Linked DNA regions of Arachis hypogaea: region 1 is linked to region 2. Evidence: chromatin contacts called from public Hi-C data. All regions are on one chromosome and are shown on one strand. Each heading gives the region's core, a stretch centred on a gene start, on an enhancer-like site or on the middle of the called end of the contact. The rest is flanking DNA. Distances are from core to core; before and after follow the strand shown.

The links. Hi-C and Micro-C count contacts between places; a contact is called where the count stands out from the background.
Region 1: a contact with region 2 is called in a Hi-C map of an unstated tissue, with 5 times the contacts expected there. The contact joins the enhancer-like site here to the promoter of LOC112751605 in region 2. A contact is called at or near these places in 3 of 8 Hi-C or Micro-C datasets (leaf and an unstated tissue).

The regions. Positions count from the first base shown.
Region 1 is chr15:155,614,612-155,617,879 of arahy.Tifrunner.gnm2.J5K5, reverse strand. No RefSeq gene overlaps it. Among protein-coding and RNA genes, the nearest start is that of LOC112751611, 18 kb to the left of the region's middle. Within about 2 kb of position 1,424, at least 2 of the 3 cell types and tissues checked have open chromatin away from gene starts, as enhancers often do.
Region 2 is chr15:155,516,181-155,519,460 of arahy.Tifrunner.gnm2.J5K5, reverse strand. LOC112751605 (large ribosomal subunit protein uL30y) reads left to right here and starts at 1,915. Exons shown (of 8, transcript XM_025800802.3): 1 at 1,915-1,955; 2 at 2,076-2,526. LOC112751606 reads left to right here. Exons shown (of 4, transcript XM_025800803.3): 3 at 201-299; 4 at 1,675-1,954. The coding sequence ends at 1,746.

The DNA of each region.
Region 1 (3,268 bases), core at 175-2,674, 99 kb before region 2:
GATTTTTTATGTAAAGAGAAATGGAAACCTTGTTGCACATAATTTAGCAAAACTGGCCCTATCCAATTTAGATACTATATGAGTGGAGAAAGCTCTTCTTGAAATTTGTAATCTGGCCTATTTGGACTTGCTAGGCCCGCTTTAATATAATACTATCTTCTTCAAAAAAAGAAGGGTGTATTAAATGTGTCCATAAACTTGAATCACCAAGAAAGTCTCTCAAAACATATTTTATGGTTTCTGGACATCCATTGCATCTGTGGCAGTAGGGGAAGACACCAAAAAAATGTGCACGATGTTCTGAGGTTAGGAGTCTCTTGTGTAAGGCCAGCCAGTTAAATATTTTTATTCTGAGGCTGTAAATTCTGAAAAATTAATAAATAATTAGTCAATAAATTAATTATTATTCAAAAAATTAGAAAATTAAATTTTATAGTTTAGAAAAGTAGAAATATTAAAAATACGAATTTTGACACTAATATTAAAGATACTTTGAGTGTTCGGAGCTCTATTTGGGGGACTACAATGAAAAAATCGGAATCTTAAGAATTACATTGAATATTTGCGCTAATCTCAAGGACAACTATGGGTATTTACTCCAATTTCACTACAATCAAACCTAAGGTCCATTTACATATAAACATTAAGTAATTATACTTTTTTTATAAAATTTTTCTTTGTTTGTATTTTTTAGCCATTTTAATACATGTACCAATATATAAATTAAATACTATTAGAATTTAAAAGCTTTTAACAGATTAATAAAAAAAATAGTTAAATAAGTATGTAAATAATTAAAAATATGCCAACTTTTAAATATACTTAATAATTAGAATATGAGCAATGCTGTATAGTCGTTAGCAAATATTATTATTTTTTGTCAATAATAATTTACATTTATATTTATAAATATTTTACATATAGAAGCATATAATTTGTATCTATATTTAATTATTTATTAAAATTTTACACACATAAACTAATATAATTTGTATCCATATATTTTTTTAAATTTGTCCATATAAATTAATAAATTTTTTTTAAAAATAATTTAATATTTGTACTGATTAAATAATAACCAAAACTACTAAAAATTGTTAACTCCAAAAATTTCTCTTTCTTTTTCATTTTTGAATTATACAAGAAAAAAGCTCTCTTTCATATATAATATATAAAAGTAGTTACCAAATTTCTCCATCAATTAAAAAGTGCATATGCTTTAACTTTTTTTAAAAATAATTATATCAATTAAAATTAAATTTATATTTTAGCTAATTAATATCTTTTTTGTCTTAGCTAATTAATATTATTATTGATATTAAAACTCTTTCTTTATTTTTCTTGCAGGATCTGTTAAGAAAAAGAAAAAAACCAATCTAAGAAGTCAAGGACCAACCCATATATAGAGAGGGTCCAACATGGATAACTTCCCCGTTTTTGTACCTAACTAAGCCCTCAACTTAGTAGACCACCACAACTTGTCTAGCTACTTTTCCAATATAAAGACAAAATTATACTATAACCAAAAAAAAAAAAAACAAAATTATACACGTACTGAAAAAGAGAAATGTTATAAAAGTATCTGTAAAGTGTAAACGTAAATCTGTACCATATAACAAACCTTTTTTAATATATCTCTAATTTTGTTCTTCCTAATTTATGTTAGACCCTATCTGCTAGTACACAGCATAAGGGAAATTAGTAATTATAAGGGAGACACATTCTGTAATGATTTTGTCGCTCAAATTAGGTAACGGAAATATATATTGCCAAATTATTCTTCCTCAATTGACAAAAAAAAAGATACCTCTTCAAAATGGAGATTTAGTCAGTATATGAATTTCCATACTAGACATATAATTAAAATAACTTTTGTATGTAAAACTTAGGTAAGAAAGATAGTTCCAAGCCTCCAACACAACGTGAACGGAACTCCCTTCTGTTCTTTTTTTTTTTATCCCCTTTACTTTATTTATTTCCTTACTTTAATTGAATAACTGGGAAGAGTTTTCAAGAACGATCATCATTTAATACAGTTATAATAATCTTTTCCATCAAAAAATAGAAAAAAAAGTTTCGCTCCATAAATGCAGCAAGCCAGTCATCTACCCCTCCTCTCTCCTGCAATGATTGGTAAAGTAGAGGCTGAGTCCGCAGTTAGTTACACGTGAGAGTTCGGTTAGTTACTCTGTGCTATTTAACTATTTAAGCAATGCAGTTCAAGCAGTTGTTGAACGAATACAATTACAATCTGAAGCTCACACTCTCAAATCCTCTCTTCTCTCACCTCTTCTCAAATCCCTCTTTCCCTCGTCCTCTCCAAATGAGGCCTGGTACCTTTCACTGAAAACCGAAAATGAATCTCTATAAATCTGTACAAAAATAATTGACCATTTCATTCGCTTACAGTTATACCATCAACCCACAACCCACTCAAGTTCTAGTTCTTGTTTTTGTTCATCACATCATTCTATTCCTCTCAATCAGTGATCCAACCCAGTCTAAAATCAAGTAAATAATCTCTTTATTATTACTTAATATTTTTATTTTGCTACAAACATATATGATTTTATATACAAAAATGTTTCACATATGTATGATCAAGTTCGTTCTAAATTGAAGTCCTCTGGTTTTGGTGCCCACATGTTTTTCTCTTTGCCATTGGTTTTCCTTAGCTATGTACACACTACAAAATAATTGCAAAATTATAATAGCATCTTTGAATATGGCAACCAAGATCAGATATAGTTGTGTTTAGTTTGAGAATTTACTGTGTTTGTATATAAAGGATGTTAGTTCGCTGGGTTCCACCATCTGAAGGGGCTATCAAACTCAACGTGGATGGAAGTTCAAGGGGAAATCCAGGAAGAGCCGGATGTGGTGGCTTACTTAGAGATCAAGATGGCAACTGCATTACCGGATTCGTCAGTCATATTGGTTTCGCCGGCAGCGTTGCAGCGGAACTAGTAGCTATTCGCCATGGTTTGTGGTTGGCGTGGCAGTTTGGGTATAGAAAGGTGGAATGTGAAAATGATTGCATGGTGGCTCTCGAGATTATTCATGACAATGCCGAAGATTTCCCAGAATTCGCAGACATTGTGGAAGAAATTCATCAGTTCATGCTTCTTGAGTGGGATGTCATTATCTACCATGTCATGAGAGAAGCAAATTCCTGTGCTGATTTTCTGGCAAAAATAGGTTCTTGTTCGAGTTCTGCGTTTTCTCTTTTGAATAGGCCTCCGCCGGAACTCACTCACCTTCTTCTTGC
Region 2 (3,280 bases), core at 666-3,165:
TTAGTGATCTGAATTAACTCATGGTAGTTATTTTACAATTTAGTAAGCAAAATTCTTTTCTATGCTGGTGAATTTTTTTTGTTTAATTAATTAATGTGTACTAAAGCCTTAAAACATAGTAATTTTTAAGCTTCATATATTTGTGTTGTTTTTGTAATTGGTTCTAACATTGATGCTTATGGTTTTTTTTTTTTCAAAAGGGGAAAATCTATAGGCTTTTTGGTTGGGAGTATAGGAAACCAGAGAGGGCTCCTGCAGCATGTCCATACAAGCCTGCAGCCAAGAGGGATACTGCTAAAGTAAGCGATGATGAATGAATTTTATGATTATTATTATTGCAACTGGTTTATGATATACAGCTATGCAATAGGATATTGTTTGAACTTTGAATTTGCCCTTGTTATTGTTTAACTTCAGGTGTGAACTTCAACTTATCTGTTGTTAACAACCATGGGGACTGGGGGGTTTAATTCCTTTTTACAAAATTAAGAGTGAAGAAGCTATCTTTGTTTCCTTTTTCATTTTCCTTTGGGGTGTATAATTGGCAAATCATTAGTTAACCTTAATTGATCCTAGGACCTTTATCACCAAGGGTTATGGTGTAGTAGTAGAGGCACTCTACGGCAATGGGGAAAATCTAGGTTCTACTTGTGGAGAGAATGCTTGATTGTGCTCGAAAAGGATTAGTTCCCTTCTTTCCCTTGGGGGAAAAAACCACCTTGGACTGATGGCTAACAATCTCTGCTGCTTGAGCTCAACGAGGTAGTGGTTAGAAATAGAACCCAACGTGAGTTTGCTCATCTAGTTTACTTAATGCTCAAACTTCACTATAACTCGGGTTAGATTCCTTGATTATTTTGTTAGCAACTCACTTGTAAATATATTTTTTATGAGCATCTAATGAGTTGTGGGGGCATTCCATGAAATTGAAGTGGCGCAAACTTTCTCCAAACCAAAATTTAAGTGCATCATAATGAGAAATCCCATTTTAATTATAATGATAGAGAATTTGTGCTCATTTTTAAGGTAAATTCTTTGAATTTCTAGTAGCGTAGTTGTCCATGATTTCATCCTGGTTGGTAAGAGAGACTTAACACTTTGTTTACAGGAAATAGCCAATGGTGTGCTGGGTCATGAACCCCATTAATCTCCTCAGTGTCTCTTTAGTAACTTGAATACATAATGTTATGGAAAGCTGTTGAACAAAATGATATTTTGTATTCTACTTTCAAGCTTATCTCTTATAGCTTATAACTGGAGTTAGAATTTAGATCTGGTATTGGTTCTGAATCTTGTTGCCTAGCATATGCATGGCACTATCTTGATTTGTGATTTGTTCTGGAGCTGCCATCAACAATATGATATGCAATAAGGAAAAGCGGAAAACCTAATCCTTATAAATAAACAGGGTGATTGACGTGAAATTCCTGGAGTGATATCCAATTAAGTCAGAAGCAATCTGTATAAAGAGTATCCACACTCACTTATTCTTAATGTTTTACATACTTATCAAACATTTTAAAAGAAAACGAGTGATTGTAAATGCTCATGGAACACACATCAGAGGTGTTGCATCATGCGTGCGCTGTATTATGTTTGTATTTTTGTATGAATGCTTCAACTTCATAAACTTTATGAATATAATTTTAACTCCAAACCTTAATGTTATGGCAGGTTGAGGCCGATACTGAACCAGCTCAAGTAGAACCTATTAAACCTGCAAGTGTAGATGTCAAGCAGGATTAACGTCCATTGTTATCAGTATCAACAATATGTGGTTGCAATGCTCCCAACTTTCACCAACTAGGAAAAGATCAAAATGACATCAAATACAATGCTATCTGTATAATTTAACATGATGCATGAGAACTGACTAGAAATGTTCAATATGTTATTCTGTAATTTACAGGAGAATATGCTTAAAGTTAGTCATCACCACGACTTCATTTCCCAAGGTTATTATGTTTCATAACGTAAATCATTTTGGTCTACATTCTGTAAGTGATAGATAAAAATAGAAAAAAGAATGCTATATTATATAGATAATAACGTGCCTTGATCGATCATTTTAATAGAACGTATGGATGTCAAAACGGGTTGAACCTGTCAAAAATGGGAGTGGGCTGCTATCTTATTTTTTTAAGGGTATTTTTGTAAATTTACATATCATATAAATAAAAATATTTCACTTTTCCTTCCCACAACCACAAACAACAGCCGGCCCTAATTTCCCTTCCCTGACCTTGAGAGTTGAGACTGAGAGACCCTGACCCTCGACTTCCTTCAGCCTTCAGGCAGCAGCTCATCATCGTCGGTCTCCCAGTCGCCGGTCCCTGTCTCATCACGATTTTCGCCAGTCTTCACCGAATCGCACCCCCGACGGCGCTGTTTGGTCTTGCCTCTACTCTATCCTCTGCTCATCTCTCCTCCTTTGCCTCTCGGGCCTCGACGGTTCTGTGTCCGGCGGATTCCCGGCGCGCTCCTCTCTCTTCCTCTGCTCCTTGGCGGCTGTGTTTCAGACTTTCAGTAAGTGAAGATTTTTATTTTTTATTTTTTGAAATAAGGAACTGTGATTACAGTTTACCTATTCTTTGTTTTTGTTATGGCTCTATCATATAATCATATATTCTTGTGTTTGTGGCTATGGACAGCTTGTTTCATGCTTTTGAAATTTTTTTGTGAATTTGTTTATGAAATTTGTTTTACTGGACAGCTTCTTTCATGCTTTTGTGGACAGCTTCTTTTTCCTATTTTTAAAATGCTAACTAACTTCTAATTTATGAATGAAGTCAAACATCGATACTAGTTTGGTGGCTTGGTAGCTTGATTGAATATGCTATTGACTGTTTATTCTTAACTTCTTATTTATGCTGATATGCATTCTTTGATTTGCATTCTGTTTTAATTCTTTGATATGCATTCTATCATAAGGAAATCAGTTGTGGTTGATCGCATTAATGAAATTTTTTTAAAGGGAATGAGAAAAATTAAGTGTTAGGCCTCCCCCCTACTATCAGTGTGGATTTTTGATCTATTTCTGAAAAAAAAAAGATCGATCTTTTTTTTTTCCCAACTACATTCCACAATCGAAAGTCGTTTTTGCCAGACCGAAAAAAAAAAGAGTTTTTTGGAATTGAAAACAAACAATCTCTATTAAAAGTGTTTCAACATTACTAAGTCAAGCAAAGCTTAACACACTTCATAAACAAATATAATTTCTTTGTTTAATTCTCTAATCAGGCAACCCAATACAAAGATAAATTTTCATAGGCTGTGAAGA